Regions from separate parts of the Arabidopsis thaliana genome. Here region 2 is linked to region 1. A link is a contact called in public targeted proximity ligation data. All regions are on one chromosome and are shown on one strand. The core of a region is the stretch at or near the end of the contact, and the rest is flanking DNA. Distances in the headings are between cores, read along the strand shown. Region 1 holds the start of AT4G33945 (ARM repeat superfamily protein). Region 2 holds the start of MCCB (3-methylcrotonyl-CoA carboxylase).

Region 1 (6,466 bases), core at 2,426-4,925:
GCCTAGAACAGTTACTAAAAATATCTAAGTTTTCAAAAATATAGCACTAGAATGGTATGAGATTTAAAATAACAGATTTTGAATTGATTTTATATCCCAATTTAATTTAATCAAACACAGTGAAAAATGAAATAGAAATAATTTAAATTAACAATTAGTTTTTCTGTTAGTGGATCTATATATTAATATCGTAATATGTCCCTTACATATGTACATTTTTGGCTACTGGATTAATTTTGCCCCTTAAATATGTCCTGAAACGGAGCTGATGAAACATATACTCGCATTAAACAAGCTTATGGCTAATCATGGGAACCTCCATGTATTAATGACCACTAAAAAGATTTACTTTCTATTTCGGTATATAAAAAGGGTTTCCGCATTTAAAAACGGAAAATAAAAGAAAAACAAGTTACCACAAATGTCGAGATATTGTTGGCTAGCTTGTCAGATCTTCACCTAAAAGCTGAAACCGATAGAGTTGCACTCATCATCACTATAGCCCATCATTTTTACTATCTAAAGTTTTTGTTTATGCGCATCCACATGACGATTTTGCTGCAAACTTTTTTTTTAATCATCTTTTAAAAACATATATCCGTACTTAATATTCCCAATACACTCTTCTAGAGCTCGATCATTCCATGGACGTGAACATTTTGTCTTTGTTTCTCTTCCCTTTAGTCAAACAAACATTTTGTCCTTGTTTCAAACTAAAATCGATTTCTTCTAAATAAAGGAAATTCATTGACTAAACGAATGATTTTAGTGAATGAATGAAAATTTCTCATTGTGAAGCCTCTGTTTCTCTATTTACTTTTTTACTATTTAGAGTACCTTTCACCGAAATTTTCAATCAATTCCTTTCAATTTTACTACATGTTCAAGCATTCGAACAAAAGCAATCGTTGCAAAAAAGACTAGATCGGAATGCCTTCTACCCAAAAGAGAGAACTCAATGCAAACTGTTTATGAAATTTTTGAAAAAAAAAACTGGATTCATTCCGGTTGTTGCGAGTACCAACCAATGGAGAAAGATTGACCTTAGTTATTGTAGTTATCAAGGCCAAGGTCTCTCAGTGCATCAGTTGCAGCGGCTCTGCATGTCTCATTGTTGGCTTTAGCAGTTCTTATCAGCTTCTCGATTCCATTAGCAAGCAGAATAGTTCTGTAGTGTGCATGCAGACAGAACTTGATATTATAAAAGAGTTTGCGATATGTGCATATTGTTGGATGACAAGAATTGGAAACAGAGCAAAAACCTGTTCTCTGCACTTCTGACAGCAATGTTCCGTATCATGTTGCAAGCGTTTCTCTGCATTTGAGCAGCTACTGGGAACCTCTTCATTGCTTGGACCGCTAGATCACCAGCTCCAGCTTCTATAGCCTTGGCTGCGTGGTCTGGTGATCTCAGACAGATTATAGAGATTATCAACATCACCTGAACCAATCAAGTATATCTTGGATCAACCACAAGGATTATGCACTCAGACCCTAATGCTACAAGAAACATTCTTCACACGACATTACGTTCTATCTAGTGGAAAACTGCCAAAGACGTGACCTGTAGTCACAAGTATCTTCTCTAGACAGGAAGATTTAAAATTGCGCATGGGACATAGTGTCATAAGAGGGTTTTCGTTTGGTTTATATACTTACCTCTTGTATGACTAGAGGATCATCAGAGAATCGTAGTGCGAGTGTGATTAGCTTGTCCAGACCTTGCTTCTCAACTATGGTACTCTTGTTAGAGTCACTTCCTGCCAACTAGAGATCAAAATACAAATTTTAGATAAACATTTATCATGCGTGGTTACAATGCTAATCTAAATCAGTAATAGGCTTTGGAAAAGCTTAAAATTTGAGAACATGCATTTATTAGAAGCACATGAACATAAGCTACTCCTTAATATGGTGCGGAAAATACTTGAAAGCCTGAGTTTTAAAGAAGGATTTTGAATAACCAAAGGCAATGAAGACAACAGAGGCAGCCTGCAGGGCATATTAGAAGCTACTCACCTTAGACAACAGGGAACAACATGTCTTAGCAGCAGTTTTGTTGCCTTGCTCACCGCTATCATCAATACACCGAAGAAGTGTATCTATTCCACCGGATTCAGCAATAGATTTACATATTTCATCCTGTTTACAGCAAAACCAGATGAAGAACTTGCAAGAACCTAACCAGATAAATGTTATCACACAGAGATTTCAACTAGGAGACTTACATTGACAGCAATTGCTTTTAACGCAGTACTTGCTGACACCAAACTATCAGAGCCAATCCCTGCCTGTAATGCTTCAGTGAGGGCTGTCGCAATCCCTAATTTGGCAAAAGTTCGTGCATAACCATAAACCTGAAACACATGGAAGCAAAAGTCTAGTGGATTTGAATTCTCAAAGCATGTCCATGAATAAGCACAAAAAACAACGATTATAAATGTTTGCTAAGTGCTATATAGCTGTTTTCCCTTAATTTCATTCCCGCAGTCAAAAGTGGCATATACCAAACGAATGTAACCATACTTACTTGGGAAGCAACAACACGGAAGTCATCTGGAGTCAAAAGAGCACAAATAGCATCGTACAGAGCTCTAATGGTAGTTTTACTCTCTCTATTCAACACTTGCAGAATAAGTTCATCGATTTTCAGTTCCATGAATAACTGTTTCACAACTTCATTACCAGTTGCTGCAGCAGCAACAACCGCAAAACCAGCATCTAACAAATCAGAATCGGAGCTGGAATCATTTAAGAGATCAACAACGATATTTGGTCCAGTACAATTCCTGAATCTCTCTGTGCTCTGAATGTCTGCAATTGAATAACACATGATCAACACAAATCAAAGTTAAAACACACAAGAACGACTAATTCAAGAACAGAAGTCATACCACGGATCAACACAGCCAAAGCCTTAAAGCAAGGAACAAGAACACGATTACTTCTAGTAGATATCTTGATTTTGGAACAAATCGAGCAAGTTAAATCCACAGCACCATGTTTTGTCGCAATTGCAGCGTTCCCTGATTCTTGGCTGCTACAAAGCTCATTGAGATTCTTGAACAAACTCGATATCTCATCGAAAACCTCATCTCGAAGAGGTCCGTCTATTGAAACACTGTCGAATTCTTTTAGTCTATCTAAACAAGCAATCACCGGATTGTCCTTAACGCTACTTTCTCCAGGAACACATGTAATGATCCCTGTACCATAAACAAACACACAAATTGAACTAACGCCAGTTCGAGAGGAAGGCCAATTTCTGGAGAAAGTAAAAAGAGAGGAGAGAATGTAAACGGACCAAAGAGATCGACGCCTTGGAGCTTGAGAGTGTAGAGAGCGTCTTCGAGAGCTTCGGAGGGATCCATACCAAGATCTTCAACATTTTCCCTAACCAGATCGTCGAATGCCTCCTGAGATATTGTACGGACACCCATTCTCCTTCCTTCGCCGCTCCGATTCGATAGATCGGAAAAGATGGTTTTCAAGTAGAAAGCTCAATCGATGTTTCTTCTTCTACTGATTTGAAAGCAATTAATTAAAACAGAAACGGTGTCTTTTTGAAATTAAAACGATGTCGTTTCACTGTTTCGAGACCACAGGCACTGTTTCTTTCTTCTACCATCATTTTATTTCAGATAATTATGAAATTTTTGAATCTTTAAATCACTCATCACTCGTCTTTTAGAATATCCACTTCTACTCTTCGAACATTTGTTCAACCCTTTGATCATCTAATCAAAGATTAAGATCCTTTTCCAGAGAGATCTTTTCCAATCAATATTTTATTTCCACTGTTAGAAAAGGAGATATGTATATACTTTTAAAGTCTGCAATATCATTGTCTGTAAAACTGCACACGACTCTCGAGGTTTCTATGATCTACTACCAAACTTATCCACAAGGATCAAACTGCACAAGACTTAATAGATTCACGTGTCTGTTACAATTCCCTTTGCTCTAATTCCGGCTCAATTGCTGCAGCTGCTAGATGTCTAACCTGCTGAGCTAGGCGTCTCCTCCGATATATCCCTACTAAGCGTAGAATCAGGATCATAGCAATCGCAGCGTAGTCAAAAACTGTCACTATTCTGAACCCGCCTGTACAAAAGAGGGCAAAATCAATCTTGGAAAGCTTAAAAGCCTTAAACACACCACATTGAGATTGTTTAACCCTTCATTGCTGGTTTTTGATTTGTGAGGCAACTTACCCGTTGGAATGAAGTTAAACTCTGCGGCAGTGTAAAGGGTACTCATGAACATCTGCAAACACCGACAGAAACTTAGTTTCTCATCTTTCAATGGCCTTTAAAAACAAGAATAAATACAAACTAGTTGCTCCTATGATGATTACAAAGATTGTCTTGCTTGGCCATTAGTACAGACAACAAATGACAACAAGAATAAGTGGGTAGAGATATAACTAAACACTAAACTATGAAATGTAAATTTCAGGGTAAGATGTTCTTAACTGCAAAGATGCGCACTTCGTGAAAATACAGATTGTTCACATCTGTATCCATCATATGCCACACCATTCTCTTCACTAGAAACGGAAGCTCATGCACCTTCTGAATTATTCGAAAGATGGTGGTTTTGCCAAGTCATAAAAAGGAGAAATAAGTATATACATAGATAAGAAATGCATGAAACAGTAAAGAGAAGCAAAACAAAATCATGAATCAAAAAGACCGTACCTGAACAAAGCCAGTTAGACCTCCAACAAAGAGACGGTTATACCTACGGACTTTATCAAGAACCTCCTTCACCTCTTGCTCCTGACGCTCTTGCAAAGATGGTTCTGGTGACAGCTTCGTGATGTGCCTAACACACATGGGACACTTGCAAGGCCTAGATATTGCAGCATAGTTCCAGTACTGCAAGATGCAATTTCCTGTAACAAAATCAGCAACCGGTTTAAGAAACTTTCAGATCTTTTTATGACATTGCAAACAACACTCCATAGTAACAGAGCATGGTTTAAAAATCAACACTTTCAAAAGTTAATCAGTTGTGATAAATCATTCTTGGCTACCAAAAGGAACCCTAAACCAATTCCAACCCAAACAATTCTCCAAATTTACCTCTGACGAACAGAAATATCCCAAAAAGACACAAGCTTGATACTTCAATGTAGATGAAATGGCTCAAGAGAATCAAGAAGAAGAAGAAAGATGAAAAGACTAACCGCAATACCAATGACCACAATTTCCACGACACGGAACCGTAAAGGAGCCGAAACAGATCGGGCAAACATCATCCTCTGGAGGCGACTCGCTCTCTATCTTCCTCTCTCCACGATTGTCTGGCTCAATATTCCTTTCCTCAGCCGACACGACTCCGTCAGCAAGCACAAGCTCGTTCCGATCAAGATTTTCCGTCACAGCGGCGGCGTTAACCTCCGGAAAAACATCGGCGGTTGTTACCTCCATCTCATCCCTCAGGGATTTGCTGCTCCCCAAGGAAGACATATTTACTTCCGAAACCTTCTTCGCTTTCGTCACTTTCTCAGAAGTTTCCTAATTTACAGAAATGAGTTTATTTGGATTTCTTACAGATAAAATAACAGTAAATGGATAAATACATGTCAAAGCGTGTTTTAGGGCGGTGAATGACTGATTTGTCCTCGCTATTTTCAGTAAGGTAAAGGACTACATTTAGGCAAATGGGTCATTTAGTCGCAGTAGTTGGGAGAGGTACTTGGATTAAAGGTGGACAGATGTTTAGATTCATTATAGTATAAATAAGATTTTTTTTTTTTTTTTGTGCGAAAATAAAAAGAATATCAAACAAAACTATGTATACTATATCTTTTTTTTTGTGTGTTAAAGATATATACAATATCCTTAAGCAATGTTAATCGTATATGCAAAAAAAAAAAAAAAAAAGACTCATCAAAATTCAAACAATAATAACTAAAGCTAGATTTATCCACTTTTAAAATCCTATTACTATTTGATCCAAGAAAAAGAAAAAAATCCTATTACTGTTACTAAAAAAACAAATAAAATTATATTCACTAAATAATGGGAACCGACTCTCATTACTCTATAAATACCGAAACTCTAAACTCTGAAGAGCTCACAAAAGCCATAAAAAAAAAAGAGAGAGAAAAAAAACGAAGAAGAAGACACGATGATGGTTCTTTATTGTGGACGTAAGTTACTCGTCGTCCTCATGGTTACTGCGTTCGTGTTCTCCGGGAGTGCTGAAGCATGGAGCTGGAGTTGGGGTTCTGGCCAGTCCGGTTCGAACGGGGGTTGGGGATGGAGATCCGGCAACTCTGGCGGTTCTTCTGGCTCGGGTTCAGGTGGTTCAGACTCCAACTCGGGTGGTTCAAGCTGGGGTTGGGGATGGAGCTCCGACGGAACAGATACAAACTGGGGTTGGGGAAGCAGCTCTGGCTCAAACCATTCAAGCGGCACTGGTTCTACACACAACGGTCACAGCTCTGGCTCGAATC
Region 2 (6,466 bases), core at 2,024-4,523, 33 kb before region 1:
AGCTTTAATATTTTTCAGGTAATTTTTGTTGATTCGTTATCGTTTGATTGTTGCGGTAAATGAATTCTATTGTGAAAAAGGGAAAAAATGTATTTGGAAGAGACACGCTCGGTGGGGATCGAACCCACAATCGTCTGATTAGAAGTCAGACGCCTTATCCATTGGGCCACGAGCGCCTTTTTGTTGTTCGTTATCAATCAAATTAATTAGTAAATAAATTAAGTTTCGAACCAGTCAACGATCTGTTGTAGTTGGCCATATTTCTCCTCCATTGACAATCAACCAGTTTTGGTAGCTCATATACAAAAGTTTATACATTTATTTGAAAATGTTTATTGGTTAAAAGTTGTTTACATTCTAAAGACACCAAATCGAGTATCTTCTAAAGGACGGTTTAAAGCAGCAGAGAGACAAAGTCCCAAAACCTTTCTGGTATCACAAGGATCAATCACTCCATCATCCCAAAGTCTCGCCGTCGAGTAGTAAGGATTTGCCTCTCTCTCATACGCATCCACCGTTTTCTTCTTGAACGCTTCTTCCTCTTCCTCAGTCCACTGCATCACAAAGAAAAACGCAAATTCATCAATGTTGAACAAACAGAGTTGAAATCGGTTTAGAGAATGTTTTATTCAGTACCTTGATTCCTTGTCTCTTCTTGGTAGCCCTTTCAATCTGAGTTAAAACACCTGCAGCCTGCAAAGTTTTCGCCAAGCCAATAACAACGTCAAACAAAACCAAACTGAATTTTGTTCTGCTACACTAAGATTATAAACACATTTTGATTCAGTTTGGTTTCGGTTTAAACATTTCGGTGCATTCTGGTTTACCTGAGCGCCTCCCATGATGCCAATTCTGGCGTTTGGCCAAATGAACATAAAATCTGGACTGTATGCACGCCCACACATTGCATAGTTTCCAGCACCAAAGCTTGCACCCGTTATGATTGTAATCTTTGGTACCTGAATGAAGACCCGAGCTTAGAATCTGGCTTATCCTAATCAAATCTCTCAGACTCTTAACCAAGAATTAAACATACCTTAGCACAGGATACTGCCATCACCATTTTCGCTCCAGCTTTTGCAATGCCGTTGGCCTCAGCTCTAGAACCCACCTATAAGCAAAAACGGAGCAAGTAAGATAGATAGAGACACTCTTATATAGCCAAATGTGAGAACACAACACAAACACTACAATTACCATAAAGCCTGTGATGTTTTGGAGGAAAACAAGAGGAATTTTACGTTGAGAACATAATTCGATGAAGTGAGCTCCTTTTAGTGCAGATTCATTGAACAGTATGCCATTGTTCCCGATAATACCCACCGTCTGACCATAAATTCTAGCAAAACCAGTCACAAGCGTCTGCCAAAAAGAAGTTCCACATAAGAAAGTAAAAAGGTAACATTTGGATACAAAATAAGGCGAATAACATTATCTCACAGTGCCGTATTGTTTCTTGAACTCGTCAAATTCACTTCCATCAACAATCCGGGCAATAATAGACCGCACATCAAATTGCTGTTTGTGATCTACTGGAGCAATGGAGCGAAGCTCGTTTATGTCATAGAGCGGTTCCTTGTATACAAGATTTTTGCTTCCAAATGTTCCTTCCATCCCTTGTTTTGCAGCCATGTGCAAATTCTTGACAATGTTTCTTCCAATAGCGAGGCCATGTAGCTCGTCTGCAAGCTTAGAGCATCTTAAGGTCTAAACTCTAAAACACGATTATTGTTTTCATATTAAATTGCAGAAAGAGATGAATATATGTACCTTGAGCAAAATAATCTGACACACCGGACACAGTACAGTGAACAGTGGCGCCTCCTAAATCCTCAGCTGAAACTTCTTCTCCTGTAGCAGCCTGTTCAAAAGCTTTTTCATTTAGCGTTAGATTCTCAAGAAACTACTTAAGACTAGAACGAGAGAGAGAGAGAGAGAAAGTAACTTGAGAAAATTGACCTTGACAAGTGGCGGTCCTGCTAAAAATATGGTACCATTCCCTTTGACCATTACACTTTCATCAGCCATGGCAGGAATGTAGGCACCACCAGCAGTGCAGGAGCCTAAAACAATGGCGATTTGTGGAATTCCATCAGATGACATAACCGATTCGTTGTAGAAAACCCTACCAAAATTCTCCTTGTCAGGGAAAACCTCAGCCTGTTTTGGAAGGTAAGCACCACCACTATCAACAAGATATATGCAAGGAAGTCTGCACCGAGCAGCAATCTCTTGTGCTCTGAGATGTTTCTTGATAGTAATGGGATAATACGTCCCTCCTTTAACTGTAGGATCATTTGCCATAAACATACAAATACGTCCATGGATTGGTCCTATCCCTGTGATTATCCCACCTGAAGGCAAAGGCTCCTCATACAATTCATGTCCTGCAAGCTGCAAACATATTCATATCCAGTAAGCAGCAACATCAAACAAGTTTTTAATCAATGCCAATTCCCTAATCTTCTTTTGTTTTCCTAACTTATGCAAGTACTAATCAACAATAAACTCTAGATTGCAAATGTGCATTAAATCCAAACAAAGAAACAAAACAAAACCTGAGAGAGCTCCAAAAAGGAAGAACCAGGATCAAGTAGCCGATCAATCCTTTCTCTAGGCAAAAGCTTGTTTCTGCTTCTGTTCCTCTTAACCGCTTCCTCTCCACCTCCGGCCAATACCTACAAATCTCCACCGAGATACACTTATATCATTCATCTGCAAACAATTAAGACATCAATCGATAAATGAGATGGCTTTACCTTTTTGATATGGGAACGAAGCTCCGATAAGATCCCTTCCATGGCGATCGAATTGCTAGAAAAAGCCTCCGAATTTCTGTCGACTCCGTCCGGTAAAATGCCCACGCAGAAACCCTTTTGTAGTCCCCGGAAAGTTCGAAAAGGATCGGGACGAGAATCGGTTCCTGGTCGGATCCGCCATTGTTGAATACTAGTAAGCTCTTTCGAAGCTGAAACAACTCTTCTCCCCAAAATCCTTAACATTTTCGTCTCACTGTCTCTCGAAACCGATTTCACTTAAAAGACATATTTATACACACTGTTGTGACTGACTACTTGATTGTCTGTAATTCATATCTCAAACCAAAGAGAAAAGAGGAGATAAGCTCAAGGAAACAAAAATACTATTTTTATAAATCGTTTTCAAAATTCGTCTCATTTCTTTAGAGAATCGTGTGTGACAATCTCACAGTGGAAAGCAAAAAAAATGTTACATTTTCGACAAAAATTGGAGGAAAAAATTGAAGCTTTATCCAATCAAGCAATAAGACAACGATACGACGACGTTTTTAGCTTTCTTCAAGAAGTGTATACTAGTAGATAAGACGCAACTCACTCTCCGTCTAGCGGCGGGATTATCAGACTGCTGCATTAGCTATCGTCAATGGGGTCTTTAGGATATTCGATTTCAATGATAGCTTCGCTGAGTCCAACTTTGATGGAGTCAAGGCTTATCTCTTCGATGGGTTGTGTCTCGATGACTGTTGCTCCTAGTTTTTCTTCAGTCTCTGTAGTTTCTTCTTCACTAGGGACAACAAGGAGGGACCGAACTTTAAAGCTTAGATCTTCCATGTCTCCGGGTATGGTAACAACGCTAGATTCCGATGTTGGCGTCGGGTCTTCTGCAACTACTAAAAAGGTTTCTCCTTTTTTCTTGTTATCTATAACTAAAATTGTCCAGCTTGTTTGTGTAGAGAGATTGAGATTGGAGATAACTGAGAAACTATGTAGGTGCTTGTTCCAATTGGATATGGGACGGAGGAAATAGAAGCTGTTGTGTTAGTTGATGTTTTACGGCGAGCTGGTGCTGATGTTACTGTTGCTTCTGTGGAGCAGAAGCTAGAGGTTGAAGGATCCTCAGGGACCAGATTGCTTGCTGATGTTCTTATCTCGAAATGTGCTGATCAAGTTTATGATTTAGTTGCTTTGCCGGTAAGTTCCTCTTTTGCTGATTCATAAACTATAAGTGAGGACAGTCTTTGAGCTTTACTTTAATGGTTTTGTGTATTTGTTTCTGGATGGTCTGGAAATACAAATTGTGAAGGGAGGCATGCCTGGTGCTGTTAGGTTAAGAGACTGTGAAATTCTCGAGAAGATCATGAAGAGACAAGCTGAAGATAAGCGGTTATACGGGGCTATATCCATGGCTCCAGCTATTACTCTTCTTCCATGGGGACTTTTGACAAGAAAGAGGGTATAAATCAAAATCTTTGATGTCATCTAGTAACTAATCTTTTCTCTTCATGTTTTGATTTCTAAACTTGGTGTAGTTCATCGTGCAAGACAACGGGACATCCTGCTTTTTTCGGGAAGCTTCCTACATTCTGGGCTGTTAAGACAAACATTCAGATTTCAGGGGAGCTTACAACTAGCCGTGGACCCGGCACTTCTTTCCAGTTTGCTCTTTCCTTGGCGGAGCAGCTCTTCGGAGAAACCACAGCCAAGTCAATTGAAGAGTTTCTGGTCTATATCCTATTCACTTATACTTTTCTGGATCATGCTTTTCTTTATCCTTCTCGATATGCAACAATCTTCTCATAGTCTTCTTTTCCAATCATTTCTCCAGCTTCTGCGTGATGGTTACCAGAATCCTAAGAACAAAGAGTTCAATAGCATTGACTGGTCTTTAGACCACACACCTCGTGTAAGTCGCATGAAGCTATGATCAATGCATTTCCATGTAATCTCATGATATATGATGAGAACTGATCTTGGTTTTATCTTCTATACCTATGGAGTTTTTTCTTTTATCCATTCCTTCTCCTTTCACGCTCAGTTAGTTTTGAAAGATGAAAAAGTTAGCTGATTCTAAGAACATTTCATTTTAGTTTGAAAGCTGAGAAACTTGTTTTAATGATGCATCTAAATCCAGGTTCTTATCCCGGTAGCCAACGGGTCTGAAGCGGTTGAACTGGTCTCAATTGCAGATGTTCTTAGAAGAGCCAAAGTAGATGTCACGGTTTCATCAGTTGAACGATCTTTGCGGATTACGGCATTCCAAGGCACCAAAATTATCACTGACAAATTGATTGGTGAAGCTGCTGAGTCATCATATGATCTAATCATTCTTCCGGTAAGGCTTTAAGCAAAACCCTGCATGTCCTAGTCTCATAATAAACTCATACCATTTCGCTAGTTTACTTCTTCTTAAATAAATCTTGCTATGTACATGTTTCAGTATAACTTATATGCCATGTCAAATCAATGCGCTTAGGAAAAGCTTTTAGACAAACTACAACTGTTGGTTGTTCCATGGTGAGTAATATGATTTCTTTTCTTTGATGGAAATTCCCAAGGGAGGCCATACTGGCTCAGAACGTCTGCAGAAGTCCAAAATTCTCAAGAAACTGCTCAGGGAACAACATGAATCTGGGCGAATATATGGAGCTACCAACTCTTCATCTACCGTTTTGCATAAACATGGTTTACTCAAGGTAAGGTGAAGACAACTATTGTTCTTTTCTTTGTCATATACATGGACAAACGCCATAAACAATTGGAATCCTATTTTAGGAGAAGAGAACGACTGTGTATCCTTCAGAGTCAGACGAGCCTATGAATCAACAAATGATCGAAGGAGCCGAAGTTGTTATAGATGGAAACGTGATTACAAGTTTGGGGCTCGCAACTGTTACCAAATTTTCCCTGGCTATTGTTAGCAAGCTGTTCGGACATGCTAGAGCAAGGAGTGTTTCAGAAGGGCTTGTGCATGAGTATCCAAGGCAGTAACCGTTTGAAAGCATCTTGTTCAAGAAACACAGTTAGAAGATGTCTCATTACTGATCTTAAACCGAAGTATAACGGTCCGATGGTATCAAACCACCTCAACTCCAGAGACTTTTCACAAGTATCATCTGTTCAACGTTGATGCACCTTATCCTGAAGCGGGATGCTATCTGCAAGAATTTTGCCAATTTAGTATGTGTATCTAATTTTGTACGCCCAGTTGGATTACCAGATGTTGATGCTAAACTTGATGTTTACTCTCTTCTATAATAAAGGTGTTGACTTGGGCCCAAATGAGCTAAAGAAAAAATTGCAGACAAGATACAAGATAAATTCACTCTGGTTAAGTCACAAAGATGTTCAAGACAAATGATAAAGATCCATTACATCAGGAAGATAAAACCAAAAGATTTAGGAAAATAGAACAGATATGTGTTTATCTATCTCTGTCAAATCCGCCACACTTCAAGATTTACAATCACCCACAGAACCTGCCTAAACTACGTACAAAGCTAGCTTTCTATCTTCTGAGTTGTTCTATAACTTCGGCGCTTTGTTGGGTTCCTTAGACGCCATTATAAGCTCTACCAGGGACCCGTCAATGTCCTTCGCAAGCATTGCCTTTTGCATCCCATTCCCCATGGCTGGCGCAGAGGCTCCAGAAGCTGCAACAACAAATGAGCCAACTTCCGTTAAATCCATGCTCGTCAGATTAGTCTCAT

The links.
Region 2: a contact with region 1 is called in a targeted proximity ligation map of shoot, with 10 read pairs. A contact is called at or near these places in 3 of 26 Hi-C or Micro-C datasets (callus, leaf and root) and 1 of 2 datasets of targeted methods (shoot).

What each region holds. Positions count from the first base shown.
Region 1 is chr4:16,265,093-16,271,558 of TAIR10.1, reverse strand. It overlaps AT4G33945 (ARM repeat superfamily protein), which reads right to left and starts at 3,675. Exons shown (of 8, transcript NM_119555.4): 1 at 3,305-3,675; 2 at 2,895-3,206; 3 at 2,531-2,814; 4 at 2,229-2,357; 5 at 2,020-2,142; 6 at 1,660-1,767; 7 at 1,263-1,441; 8 at 634-1,168. The coding sequence starts at 3,440. The coding sequence ends at 1,045. It overlaps AT4G33940 (RING/U-box superfamily protein), which reads right to left and starts at 5,540. Exons shown (of 5, transcript NM_119554.4): 1 at 5,192-5,540; 2 at 4,701-4,897; 3 at 4,476-4,574; 4 at 4,215-4,266; 5 at 3,675-4,104. The coding sequence starts at 5,474. The coding sequence ends at 3,947. AT4G33930 (Cupredoxin superfamily protein) reads left to right here and starts at 6,139. Exons shown (of 1, transcript NM_119553.2): 1 at 6,139-6,466. The coding sequence starts at 6,139.
Region 2 is chr4:16,297,834-16,304,299 of TAIR10.1, reverse strand. MCCB (3-methylcrotonyl-CoA carboxylase) reads right to left here and starts at 3,273. Exons shown (of 10, transcript NM_119564.5): 1 at 2,760-3,273; 2 at 2,559-2,678; 3 at 1,960-2,394; 4 at 1,771-1,861; 5 at 1,441-1,682; 6 at 1,198-1,362; 7 at 1,037-1,111; 8 at 828-959; 9 at 637-693; 10 at 201-554. The coding sequence starts at 3,002. The coding sequence ends at 351. It overlaps DJ1C (Class I glutamine amidotransferase-like superfamily protein), which reads left to right and starts at 3,301. Exons shown (of 8, transcript NM_119563.5): 1 at 3,301-3,657; 2 at 3,750-3,950; 3 at 4,063-4,212; 4 at 4,302-4,481; 5 at 4,585-4,662; 6 at 4,891-5,091; 7 at 5,315-5,452; 8 at 5,532-6,038. The coding sequence starts at 3,403. The coding sequence ends at 5,747. ABF3 (abscisic acid responsive elements-binding factor 3) reads right to left here. Exons shown (of 5, transcript NM_001342246.1): 5 at 6,015-6,409. The coding sequence ends at 6,329. MBR2 (RING/U-box superfamily protein) reads left to right here. Exons shown (of 7, transcript NM_119565.4): 7 at 1-85. It also overlaps AT4G34035.